Linked DNA regions of Mus musculus: regions 2 and 3 are each linked to region 1. The links are chromatin contacts, called in public Hi-C and HiChIP or PLAC-seq maps. All regions are on one chromosome and are shown on one strand. The core of a region is the stretch at or near the end of the contact, and the rest is flanking DNA. Distances in the headings are between cores, read along the strand shown. Region 1 holds the start of Pcdh17 (protocadherin 17). Region 2 overlaps Gm31776 (a long non-coding RNA gene). Region 3 has its middle 470 kb from the start of Gm31980.

Evidence for each region. Hi-C and Micro-C count contacts between places; a contact is called where the count stands out from the background. HiChIP or PLAC-seq counts read pairs in DNA pulled down with a chosen protein or histone mark.
Region 2: a contact with region 1 is called in an H3K4me3 HiChIP or PLAC-seq map of forebrain, with 8 times the contacts expected there. The contact joins the enhancer-like site here to the promoter of Pcdh17 in region 1. A contact is called at or near these places in 4 of 39 promoter capture datasets (cranial neural crest, frontonasal cranial neural crest, hippocampal neurons and 1 more), 13 of 484 Hi-C or Micro-C datasets (cerebellar granule neurons, cerebellum, cerebral cortex and 5 more) and 5 of 115 datasets of contacts at active chromatin or transcription factors (PVALB interneurons, astrocytes, embryonic forebrain and 2 more).
Region 3: a Hi-C map of cerebellar granule neurons shows a contact between it and region 1, with 2.7 times the contacts expected there. The contact joins the enhancer-like site here to the promoter of Pcdh17 in region 1. A contact is called at or near these places in 1 of 39 promoter capture datasets (cranial neural crest), 8 of 484 Hi-C or Micro-C datasets (cerebellar granule neurons, cerebral cortex, cortical neurons and 2 more) and 1 of 115 datasets of contacts at active chromatin or transcription factors (astrocytes).

What each region holds. Positions count from the first base shown.
Region 1 is chr14:84,441,178-84,445,469 of GRCm38.p6, forward strand. It overlaps Pcdh17 (protocadherin 17), which reads left to right and starts at 2,386. Exons shown (of 4, transcript NM_001013753.2): 1 at 2,386-4,292. It overlaps Gm32498 (predicted gene, 32498), which reads right to left and starts at 2,227. Exons shown (of 4, transcript NR_168882.1): 1 at 1,348-2,227; 2 at 921-1,059.
Region 2 is chr14:80,260,647-80,264,938 of GRCm38.p6, forward strand. Gm31776 (a long non-coding RNA gene) reads left to right here. Exons shown (of 2, transcript XR_383658.3): 2 at 17-290. Among named protein-coding and RNA genes, the nearest start is that of Gm31776, 18 kb to the left of the region's middle. Within about 2 kb of position 2,400, at least 15 of the 459 cell types and tissues checked have an H3K27ac peak or open chromatin away from gene starts, as enhancers often do. A contact at or near this core is called in PVALB interneurons, cerebellum, cerebral cortex and 3 more, where this site is marked.
Region 3 is chr14:80,844,333-80,848,624 of GRCm38.p6, forward strand. No RefSeq gene overlaps it. Among named protein-coding and RNA genes, the nearest start is that of Gm31980, 470 kb to the left of the region's middle. Within about 2 kb of position 1,744, at least 26 of the 459 cell types and tissues checked have an H3K27ac peak or open chromatin away from gene starts, as enhancers often do. A contact at or near this core is called in cerebellar granule neurons, where this site is marked.

The DNA.
Region 1 (4,292 bases), core at 1,136-3,635:
AAGACCTTTCCTAGGCATTGTGTTTCCAATCTCCCTTCAACTGCATAGCACTATGTTGAATTAAGCCTAATCAATACACCCCAGCCTTCCTTGGAATTGTTTTATTGTTTTATTTTTGCACCATAGTGAAAGTCAAAGACGTCTAATTACTATGCGATTAAAATAAGCTTAAAGTGGTCGTTTTTAAAAGGTAATTCACAGTGTTTCTGAAGATATATCTAAGAGCTACTGCTCTTGTTTAGCTTTGCAAAGTGCTGGTGTTTATCCTTAGAACTCAGGCAGGGTGCGAGGAGAGGGAGATACAAAATAAAAATTGATAAATGAATGTGTGAATGTGTGTTCACTATGCCATAGGCAGTTTCTGGTTATAAAGATTACAAGAATCAACTTCCAAAGCACATGCATTGGACCAATATTTCTAACCAGAGAGACATAAAGAAAGCTATGGCTATATAAGACTTTGTGGTTAAAGACAACTTAGCAAAACAGCCTTTACTTTGGCAAGACTGAGTCCTCTGTGGACTACAAACATATATGCTAAACAACCTATTTAGGGAAGACAAGAAAGGAACATTTTTGAATTTGAAGGTCTGACTAAAAAGATCTTCTCTTTGAATTTTTGAGCTGTTGGTCTCTCAAGGGAATGGTACATTTGGAATGAGACCAGACTGCAAAATCAGACTATATGTTATCTCCTTGAAGCTCTGGGAAATTAATAGCTCCTTGATCTGAACCTTTAAGCAAGTATCCCCAAAACAATATTCAGAGCATTCTTGTAATTGGTCTGGATTTGATTTTCTTTGAAATTCTGAATGATTCATGTTACATATTTTTATAGTAGTCATTCACAATTTATAAATGGCAACTTAACTTCAGTATTTATGAACTACAATCAATACTGTCGCAATCAAAATACTCACCTTCTCTATTTCAACGGATTGTTTTCCTTTGTCCCTCTTAACTCTGCTCCAGAACTGCTAGATCAGAACCAAAACTGATCGTAACTTGTGGATGTTTGTGAAAGCAGTTCAGACAAAAGCAAGCTTTGAGATTCTAAAGCTGGAGATGAGAAATTTAGAATGGGGGGGGGGAGGAGGAAGAGGAGGGAGAGGAAGAGGAGGAAGAAGAGAGAGAGACAAAGAGACAGAGAGAGAATATTTAAACAAACATCATTCAATCTGGTATAAGTTCTTGCCTAAGTTCAGCTTCTATGAATAGGAGACTTTATACATATTAGCAATGCTATTTGATTTGAAAAAAATATCAAATTGCTATTTGGAATTTTAGTAAGATGAACAGAAGTGAATTAGACACCAAAGCTAGGGACATTAAGGGACATTGGATTACCTTGAATGTGGGCTGTGATAGGAGATGGTTAAAAGGTAGAAGTCTAAACACTGTTCAACCAGATTTCAGTTTCATGGAGCTGCAAAACATGTCTTAAGAGAGGCTTGTTCCCTCCTTCGAGACACTGCCTCTCTCTCCACCGGCGTCTGCTTTTCTTCTGAAACACTTTCATAATCAAGTGACTTTCCTTGCATGGGTGCCTGGGGACAGCGGGGATTTCTCTGAGGATGAAGAAAGTTACATATTGATTACAGTTGCTTGCGGCGTGTTTGCTCCCGAGCTAGCTAGCACAGACAGATCTCTAACACTGCACTTTCCTGGCGTTCACCGAAATAAACATCCCACCGTGAGAAAACGCGTACATACACCACACACACACACACACACACACACACACACACGCTCTCTCTCTCTCTCTCTCTCTCTCTCTCTCTCTCTCTCTCTCTCTCTCTCTCTCTCGCTCTCTCTCGGGCGCGCGCACGCATGCGCGCGCACGCACCCACTCCGCACCTCCAGATGAGTGCACAAGGAGTCAGAAAATCCGCAACTCCCTTGGCCCAGTGTTTGTGTGTGTGTGTGTGTGTGTGTGTGTGTCTGTGTGTGTCTGTGTGTAAGCTGACGACGTGGGTTGGTGTGTGGACTAGAAGGCACCAGGAAGACCGCAGCTGCCTCTCTCTGCAAAGTATACGGTGATTCCCCACGCCTGGCTTTACATCCTATCCCCAGTTGAAATCAAATCACTGCCAAACTTTTCTCTTTCTAGAGGAAGACACCCTCTAAACACCAGGGCTACCACGGCTCAGCCCTGGGCGCCGCCGCCGAGACTTAGCGCGGGCTCTGCGGGCCTTGATGCTCTCCGGTCGGACTCAAGCTAGTCAATGACTCTAAAGAGCTGGGGCTGCTGGCCCCGCCCCCGCCTGCCGTTTCTCCGCCTCCCATTGGGCGTGGGCCGAGAAGGCAGGGTCTGGCTCCCCACGCCGATTGGCTGGCAGAGAATCAGTATCAATGTTTAAGCGGCGGCGTGAGGTGAATAGAGTCAGTCAGCAAGAGACGCTGGGGAGAGAATCCGGACTGCGAGCCCGGCGGCTGCCGCAGCGGAGGAGGGCGGCTCGGAGACGGTACTCCAACTGTTGAATTGAATTTTTCACCTTCCATTTCCTCCGCGTCTTGGCTGGCGGAGATGGATTTATTCGGTTTGAAACCTGCACGTCTTTCTCAGGCTTTGGGGTGATCCTGACAGGCACCGCACTAGACTGAAAGAGACCACTCGTGACAGAAAAAAAAAAAAGGAGGAATTAAAATTTAAAAAAAACCTCCACAACAGACTGCACAATTAGCTATGCACACCGATGCTGGACTTTGTGAACAGAGACCGTTGGGAGGAAAATCTTGAACTATGATCCTGGGCTAAGCTGTGAATCATTACTGGAAACGTGCCCCCACCCCTAAGACTGAGAGATTTGGGGGCATCTCACGCCTAACCAAGTGGAAAGGTTTTTTTTAAAAAACAAATAAATATTCGTAAGCAAAGCAGACGCCTTGTTTTGCAGAGCCTCGGACTCCGGCCGAAAGAGGTAGAGTAAAAGTGTTCCTGGATTCAGCTTTGCCTTCCTCCCCCCACGCTTTTTCTCGTTTTTCTTCCCCCACCCCCGACGTGATTCCGGCTTTTTTGTTGTTGTTGTTTGTTTTTTTTTTGTTTTTGTTTTTGTTTTTCCTATTGAGTGGTCAGAGAAAGCCTTAAGAAGAAGCCTCAACTAAGGACTGCGAAGGGAGGACCGTGAGGGGAGAGTGAATACGATTCGTTCCGCTGCTTCTGACTCATCCCGCAGATGAGAACACCTGCATTTCTGGATGTGTCATTCCCGTATACCGAGGCGCTGGGAGAAGCGGAAATAATGTGTAGATCAACCCGTGCCTAACCTCCCCTCGGAGGTGGAGGAGGTAGTTTCCCCGGGTGGGCGCCCTGGCAGAACCGCGGTGGCTGCAGCTCCTCACCCTCTCTGCCTTTCCCAAGTCGACCAGAGACCGTGTGTGAGCCAGACTGCAGAATGCATCACGCCAAGCCTTGATGTATTCCGTCGACTCTACTCCTCCAATTTAAAATAATAATAATAATAAGGGGGGAAAAAGCCTACACTGTTATTCTCTTCAAATATTCACCACTCTTGTTCCTCGCCAAGGTTTTCCTTTCTAGATGAAAAGGAGGCTGGGCCACTGGAAGGAGGTGCTGAATAGAAAGAAAAGAGAGCCACTTGACAGCCCAGCCCTGTGAATGCAGAGACTGTTTCCCTTCTAGCGAGAGACAGGGCAGTGTGTGTGTGTGTGTGTGTGTGTGTGTGTGTGTGTGTGTGCTAGGACTGGGAGGGTAGCTCCCTCCTCCTTTCTAGTCTGCCCTCCCCCCTCCCCCCCCCCCTCAAATCTGCACGTCTAACCATGAGTTGCCTGTTGATTTCCTTTCGCCTGGCAAGAAAAGCAAACTGGAATTAAACTGCAGGGAGAGAAGTCTTTGCTTGCTGGAAGAGGATGGGATGGTAGTGGCGGCTCCCGGATTGGCATAGAGACACACCAGAGTGTTCTACGAACAGAGGCGGAGATATATCTCTATATTTTTCTCCTCCCAATAGGCTCTCGGCGCAAATGCTGATCAGGCTGTGGCTTTCTTGATTTTGGGGGAGAACCCTCTCCGAGGAAGAGAGGGAGGAGCTTGGTAGGGGGAGGAAACTACAAATCGGGACACTTTTTTTTCCTCTGCATTTCCTCCCCTCCCTCTGGCTGCTCGGAAAGAAGAGAGAAAAAGAAGAGGGAGAGAGAAAAAAAGACTTGGCTCGGAGATGCAGTCCGCTGCCGCCGCCGCCTAAACCAGCAAGGCAAGATTAGATCTTTAAATGCAGCAATACACTGCCTGAAAGCCGAGCATCCTGCATAGCGAGCAGACATTTCTCCGT
Region 2 (4,292 bases), core at 1,150-3,649, 4.2 Mb before region 1:
TGTGCTGGTTTTACAGGCAAACTGTGAAATAGTGGAGGAAAAGCCTCAATCGGCAGAAGAGAGAAGGGATTGCAGGACTGGAAACTACATCTCCTGCACAACTGAAGCGAGGAGCTGTATCTCTGTACTTCTCTCCCTCCCCTCCCTTTCTCTCTCTCAGCTTCTTTTGGAAAAGGCCATTTAACCCCCCTTCCTAGTGGAATGTTTCCTGTGGGTCTCAGGGCAGCTCCTTTTGTTTTTCTGCTTCCCTAATGGGTATGTGTGATATAATAAAAAGATTGTTCTTTCTATACTTCTGCTTGTTTCATTTTTTTTTTATTTTGCAAGTGTATCCACATCTTACTCCACCATGTTCCTAACCAGAGAGAACATCACAGCAAGGATATTTTCTATTTGTTCAGCCTTTCACATTATATAGTGTCTGCCTACCATATTGTGTACCTTGTGTGTGTGTGTGTGTGTGTGTGTATGTACATGCATACATATGTGCCTATACATGAGTATGTGCATGTAGAAGTCAGAGATAGGGTCTATCACTGGCTCAGAGCTCTCTATGTAGGCTAAGCTGGCTGGTTAGTAAGCCCCAAGAATTCTTCTGTCTACTATTATAAGTACATGAATCACCATACCTGTATATATTTTTAGAAAGAGAGAGAGAGAGGGAGAGACAGAGAAAGATTGAAAGAAACATACACAGAGAGAAAGAGGGAGGGAGAGAGACAGAAACAGACATACATGCACACATAAAGAGGAAGAGAGAGCGAGAGAAAAAAAGAGCAATCGAGAGAGTGAGAATGTGTTTGCGTGTGAATGTAGGTATGGCCCCAGTATGCCCATAGAGGCCTGAGGGTTTTAGTCCTTGCCTTCCACATTGTATGAGGTAGGCTATCTCTTTGGCTGTTGTATATGAGGTTAACTGGCCCGTGACTTTGCAGAGGTTCTCTGCTCTCCAGCTCCTATGTTGCCAAGAGAGCCGTAGTGTTATAGGCATGTACCATTCGTTGGATTTTAGGTGGGTTCTGGGGATTTGCACCCAGGTCCTCATGGTTAATGCCACGAGCATTTTATATACTGAGCTGTCTCCAGAGCTCCTGTATGTGTGTGTGTGTGTGTGTGTGTGTGTGTGTGTGTGTGAGTGTGTGTGTGTGTGTGTGTGTGTGTGTGAGAGAGAGAGAGCGAGAGAGAGCGAGAGAGAGCGAGAGAGAGCGAGAGCGAGAGCGAGAGAGAGAGAGAGAGAGAGAGAGAGAGAGAGAGAGAGAGAATGAATTCCGGGGATCTAACTCAGGTCCCTGGGCTTGCAAGGCCAGCATTTGTACTGAGCTCTCTCCTAAGCCCCTGTTGTTTGATTTTCAATCTTACAGTGGTTCTGGCACGACACAGTGAGCGAAGTAAGACAAAGAAGCCAAACCCCAGCAAATAGTTAAGTATGTGAGATCTGGGGCGCAAAGCTTTTCTGTTGCGTATTTGTACACAGCATTGTGCTGGCTCCTTGCACCTTGAGAACTTCAGGGTCTTCTGCAACAGTGACTTCCTTAGCGGTTTTAGAAAAGTTAAGCATCACACATACAAGTAGTGCACCCAGTGCCGAATGTGTTTAATGACTGGGAACTATTATTTGTGGTAGCACTGGAGTAATGAAGAGGGGGAGGCCTGACTGAATGCATCTCCATTTGGGATAGAGGTCCACACGCCTGGTCCCAGGGCACCTGCGTCTCCTGAATTCTCAACCGATTCCTCTCTGCCCTTGCCGGCTTCTCTAATGCCTAAGGGTGATGCATATTTTTCCACCTTTCAGCAAATCCACATGCAGCTTGGGAGGATATAAAAAGCAAGTGAAGAGCCGGCAGAAATGCAGGTGCAGTTGGGGTCCCTTAGCCAAAAGATGTGTTTCTTCAAAAGCCCTTAAAATGAAAAAAAAAAAATGTCACGTCTCCTTGCTCCTGCTTAGCTGGAACCTCCCCCAGCATTGCCTCTTCTGTTGACACTGCCTGAGCCAGGGAGTCTGGAAGAGAACATCACCTTGACCTTCCTTCTTCCCAGAAGTAGACTCAGCTAGGACTCAAAAGGAAGCCATCAAAAGCATTGTGGTTCTTCCCATTCGGCATGTCTCAAAGTCTCACTCTGACCCCATCGATTAGCCATGAAACATAAAATCAACAGACCTTTTTTGTTTGTTTGTTTGTTTTTTGTTTTTAATCTCGTGCAGAAAAATTAACATTGACCACTAGCTATGCCAGCCATGCTCACAGAAACATACAGCAAAAGTGGGGGTGTCCAAAATCTACTCTTCTCTCTCCCGAGGCTTTTTTCCCTGTCATCTTAGTCCCAGATCACAGCTGTGGGGCAGAGCAAGATCCCGCTGTTAAGTACTGAGTAAGGGAAGCACTCTTTACTGTCCCTGCACAGAGGGTGCCTCCAGCAAACCAGTGACTGACAGTCTGAATAAGTAGTTATTTCCCCAGGCTCAGGAGCAAGAGGCACACGCAACCCAGTAGCTGACCTTTGCAGCTGAGCCTGGCACCCAGAGGCCAGCTTGCTACTACCATTACCTGCTAAGGTTAAAGTATTGCCAAGTTAATTGATGAGGACTCTCTATTCATGCTACTTTTCCTGCTGAAATAATGTTTGAATGTGCTCCAGCGCCTACAGGATTCAGTCCAATTTCCTTCCTCTGGCATTCGTGGCTTGTTATGATCTGAGTACTAGCTGCTTCCCTAGCTGTCTCTCTTGCACAGAGCCACCGTTCGGTTCTGTGATGCAGATAGGCTGGAGCGTTACTTTTTGCCACGCTTTCTTGCTTTTGAGTTGTCACTGTTGTTCTCGCCCCTGGAGTTCCTCTTTTCTGATTCTTCATCTCTAAATGCCATTGGCTCTTTAAGTCTTATTTAAAATACAGCTTCCTCCATGACAGTTTTCCCGTGTCCCACAGCAACAGATGCAACTCTTTGCACGGACCCTTCTTAAGACCCTCAATAGTGTCCATCCTGTATTGTGCTTTATCTTGGTTTTGCATTCTTTGCTAGACTCTAGGCTACGTGAGGACAGTGCTGTGTCATTTCGCTCTAAGATCCTAGCATCTATTCCTAGGATAGTTGACATCCGTAGAATATTTTTAATAGAAATTGGTTTTGAGTGAAGCGGTGCTGACGCTCCTTTTCACGGGGGGGGGGGGGGGGGGAGGGGGAGGGGTGTTAAGTGGATTGAAGAAGGTCTGTGATTGGTTAGGTTAAGTTCCTGATGTTAAGTTCATGATAAACACATCGCTACAGGAGTCTGCTCAGGTGGTTTCAGGCACGGGTGGTCATTAAATGGCTAGTAGTTAAATACAGAATTTTAAAATATCTCTTGCAAGTTCAAATTTTTACTCGGTATAATTTTCTACAGTATCGAGGGGGGTCGTGTGACTTGTATCTTATACTCCCACATCAGCAAGGATGCCTCGTTGTTTAAACTATCTTTAAAATAACCTTCTTTTGTCTCCTTGTTGCCATTCTTTCTTAAGAGATGAATACAGAAGCATCATTTAGAAAGTGTTATTAATTTGCTATCTACTCCTTATGTTACATCTTGATATATAATATTGCTTCTTGTTCTGTAGGTCAGGAAGATTTTTCTTTTTTTTAAAGAAAAGACATGTAATCCTTATAGGAGAGCCTACTTAACAATTTTCTTAGGAATGGCAGTTTGCAAGACACATGGGGTAGCTAATTACTGTCACTGCCACCACCATTGGCACGACCACAAACAAGAGCAGGTATATATTATTAAAGTGGACTTCAATTACTAGGTCTGTTTGCAGCATCTACTATATATTCTCTTGGTTCACGGGGCTGAGATGCCTTGCATAATTTCCTGCATTTACTGCCAGTTTTGACAATTACCCCATCTTGTCACTTATTTAGAGTGAACTGAGTCACTAAAACACAAGATCTTGTGGCATTCCATAACCATAACTTTGTCTCAAGAAAATGAAGCCAACATGTTCAAGGAAGTTTTCATGTGTGCCGGGCCAGACTGCTCTCCATTTGAGTGGTTACAGGGGGGAGATGAGTGCCCCACCCCATGCACTTGAATGGTATTTCCACATTGTACTGAGATATCACTAGTGTTGCAGAATGACCAGTAGGCTACACTGACCATGGATGCCCTTGTCTGAAGAAGTGTCAGGAGCTGATCTATGTGCTAAAGGGTTGCATGGTCTGCTCTAGTTTTCAGTTCTTAAGCATTGAGCACCGGGCACAAAAAGAACCCATCCCTCCATCAAGCTGCTGTCCCTGAAGCAGGAAGCCAGA
Region 3 (4,292 bases), core at 494-2,993, 3.6 Mb before region 1:
ATATAAACCACGTTTCTGGTTTTATTCTAAGTAGCATAAAAAGATTTCCAAGTGTGAAGTGGATCCAAGGGGAAAATAACTCTCTTGGTATAGATGTTATTGCTATTAAATTACTACCTTAAGTAGATGTACATAGAGGAGACACAGTTAATTTCACAGGAAGATGGGAAGGGCCACTAAGGTAATGAACTTTATTGAGAGTGCTTTTAATTCCATTATGCATGTTTAAGAAGCTTTCTGAGCAAGGAAGACCACTGAGTTGATAAAAGAAGCATTTAGCTAGCAAATGCCTTTGAGCTTCCCAGCTCACTGGTGTGTTTGCTTAAGAAACAAATGTTTTTCACACAATGGAGGTAAGCACGCTTTTCTAACCCACTGGTCTCAGAAATAGGCACTGGTGTGCGTGTGTGTGTGCGTGTGTGTGTGCGTGTGTGTGGTTTAGGGGGACAATCACAATCAGCATCATGAAGTAACTAAGGGATATATTAGGCAACTTTTCATGGGTATGTGGACTGCATAATTTAAAACTGTCCTGGGGCACCCATAAATTATGCATAGGTTTTGTTTTCTTCTTGTACATTTTTAGAGAAGAGAGAAATTTTGATTTGGCAGTTTCTACACCTTTAGCCTTAGCTAAATCTTGGTTTTGAATGCTGAGCATCCATGAGGAACCAGGCCATCTGCTCTGTAGAGTGTGTCCCAGGGTCTTCTCAGGGAACTCCTTCCTCCTCCCATTGCTTGTCTGTAGAAGGTGAACAGAATTCCTTTTTCAATAGGGAATTCCATCAGGACTTCCTTGTGTCAAAACAATAAGAGCAGAGTTTGGGATGATTTTTGATAATTTGTTAGTTTATTTTTTATAGGATTTTAAATGCCATTATTTAAAACATTCTGTAGCTAGCATTCAATGATTGTGTTGTGATGATGTGTGAGACCCTTGGATTTTTTGTTGTTTGTCTTTGAATGTGGTCTAGGAGAATTCAGCCATTTGTGGCTGTGAATATTTGCTATCACATGACTTGTATTTGTTTGAAGGATAATTTCCATCCCATAAGCGTACTGTGGGGCTTTATTCAGCTTTGGAATGGTGGTTCTGTGAGACACAGAAGCCCTGAGAATCTTGGGAAGAAATTCCAAACAATGGTTTTATTTGCTTGGGTCACTGAGAAATCAACATTTGGGAGTACTGTAATTAGTTATCAGTACAGGGCTTTGTGCTCAGGCGTTTACTGTTTAAAGATCTAGAATCATTAAATCATCACTTTTAGGTCTCTTTTAATTACTACACTCGGGGACATTGGGTATATGTTTTAATTGTCTGCTTTTAGACAGTAGCCAAAGTTTAACAAGTTGCTTATTCCAGGCCCTGTAGACATAGTTGCATTCCCCGGTGATTGCAACTCTTGTTGCTCCGCTAGGTGGCAGAAGAGTTTTACAGTTCCTGGTTCTGCACAAAGGCAGCCTTAGTACTGTCTTCGCAGCTCATTCCCACAGCAGCTGATCGTGATACAAATGTGTAAGAGAGCAGAAGCTATATGGGACATACACCGCCGTTACTAAAGCACAAAGCAACAACTTTGAGCCAAGTTTTTGTTTCAAATGGTCTGGTGAAGCCAGTGCTTTGATAATGGATTGAGAGTAAAAAAATCTTGAAATGAACAGTGGTTCCTTGAGGTTACATTTGTGTGTGATTTTGAACCGGGGCGCTGGACTGGTGAATAAAAGAGAGACAATTGCAAACCACGCATTCACTGCTGCTTGGAAAGAGTATGGGCGCTCCCTGTCTCTCCTCCGGGATGACCCCCTGCCTGCTGCAGAAGGGGGTAATGTGACAACAAAAGCAAAGGGGCGGGGGGGAATCAACATGAAAAACTCTATAAGCTAGATTGAAAATTTATGCAGCTTTGAGGATTCTCAACCGTGAGAGGATAGTTATATTGAGTTAACGCGAAGAAGAATCTGACTGGAAAAATACATTTGTTCGAGGGATTTGCTAACATATCCACGACATTATTTGGACAATATGACCCCACTGCAACTTAGGGAGCTGTAACAGTAAAGTTAAGCAAATGCTTGTATCATCAGGCACTCAGTTTTGTAGACTATGTGTTAATGGGTTGTGGAGGAAGTGTAGAAATATGTTGTTAATGAGGTTCTTGTATTCCAAAATAAATATAATTCTCCACTTAGGAAAGCACTGGACTTATGAAGTGTGAAAAGAGTGGAAATAGGGCTCCCATATTCCTGGTGAGGGAGCTATGCAGTGACTGCTTTTCTGAGGAGACAATAATCAGTAGGTTATATTCTCTACTGAAATACCTACATCTGCCGCCGCAGCCATCTCCTGATGCAGGGTGAATGACACACAGCACCCCACCCCCCCAAATGTCATTGTCCAGCCAAGCTCACAAATTAAAACTAATAAACATGCCCCCCCCCACACACACACACCACCACCACCACTACTAGTAAGGATGTATCCCCAGTACTGCAAGCAGCAGGGCAGGCTGTGGCAGGGCATAGTAACAGCAGCCATGCCGGAGCAGCCGAGCCCTGGGCAGCAGGTGCACTTGGCTAGGGACAAAGAAGGGCACAGTGTGGCGCTGGCATTGCTTGCTCATATATGCAGGCAGAGCTGAGATGTTTACAAATTGATAGCAGAGTGGATTTGGTAGGGGAGAGTTTTGCACGCTGCATCCAATGTTCGGAGAAACCCAAGTGAAGTCTACGCTGTCTGGGGTGGGGCGGGGTTTTGTGATGTTCCTGTCACCATAGAAAAGGAGTTTCTTGTATTCTTGCCTTAGTGTACCTTAGTAGTTTGCACAGGCCCAAGTTGATAAGGTACATACATATCCCCACTGAGAACACCAAGCTTTGATGTGGAGGGCACAAGACTCTGTCTGAATCAATCTTTTTTAGATCTTTCAGGTTTTCAAGACCCAGAGAAGCTCACTGGGGATGTAGCTTGGGAACAGGAATAAAGAAATAATGCAGAACTAGGTGGGCAGGGAGAGGGGGGCAGGTAGGAGACCTCAACAGAGCGAAATTGAACCTCCAAGAGGAAAAAGATACCTGAAATGCACTAGCAATGAGTGCTTAGGGCTTTATTGTCTCCGAGCCTGGCTGGGGCATTCTGGGAAGGAAATGAGTGGTCTCAAACGGAAGGAGCAAGGCAGAGAGCCTGGTCACCAGAGGACCTCAGACGTCTGAGTTTTTCTGCTATGCTCTATCCAGCAGAGGCCGGATGGATGTGGCCTTTGTCGGTCGTCATGCTGGCAGTGCAGCAACCTATGTCAGTCCTTGTTTTCACCTCCGCTCATGGCAACTGTACTGTCTGGCTGTGCCATTGCTGTCAACTTAAAAATCATGCTTCTCCTTGTAAGTGCTGTTACGATTTAGGACACCTGAAGGTGTCATTTTCCTATGGTTAATTAACCTTGAGGCCAGGAGCACACCAGCACGGCCCCTTAATTATATTTGTGTCTAATCCTGAACGCTCAAAATGATGAGGAGCTGTTAACACTGCTGTCATCTCCCTGTCCCAGCTGTCTGACCCATAATCTGGGGTATTGTTAAGTGGTGATTCTTGTCCTGGACATGGGTTGCACTGCATTGTGAGTTCAGATGGCCAAGATTTCTTACAGGGGTATGCACATACACAGAGTTGGAGTTCTTTTGAATTAAAATGAACAAACAAACAGATAAAAAATCCAACCAATGAAACAAGCAAGCACTACCAAGAAGAACAAAATACAAAGCATTGGTTGCCATGATGGCTTGACATAGAACTGAGAAAGCCAGCATCATGATGATGATAATGGTGGTGGTGATGCTGCTGCTGGTGGTGGTGGTGCTGCTGGTGGTGGTGGTGGCGATGATGGTGATGGTGGTGGTGATGATAATGGTGGTGGTGGTGGTGATGATGATGATGGTGGTGGTGGAGGAGGATGTGTCACTGAGAAGTAGTGAAATAGGTTTATTCTGCCACTGCTTCCATGGCATATAAAATTGGATCTAGTCTCAAATTAAAAGAGAGTCTGTTCTGTTCTTTCCTTCCTCCCTCTCCTCCTGCCCTACCTACTCTTCCCCTCCTCCTGCTTCTCTTTTTTCCTTTTCTTCTAATTTAAGGTAAACTGAGCCAAAGGTATATCACAGATTAATTAAACTACTCCATAAATATTTGGCTATAGCATTCCAGGTCTTGGGATACAGGGCTGAAGTGATTTGGGACAGGGGATTGGAGTGGTGAATGATCTTGTTCAGTTAGGAATAGTGATGAGGTGGAAGCGATG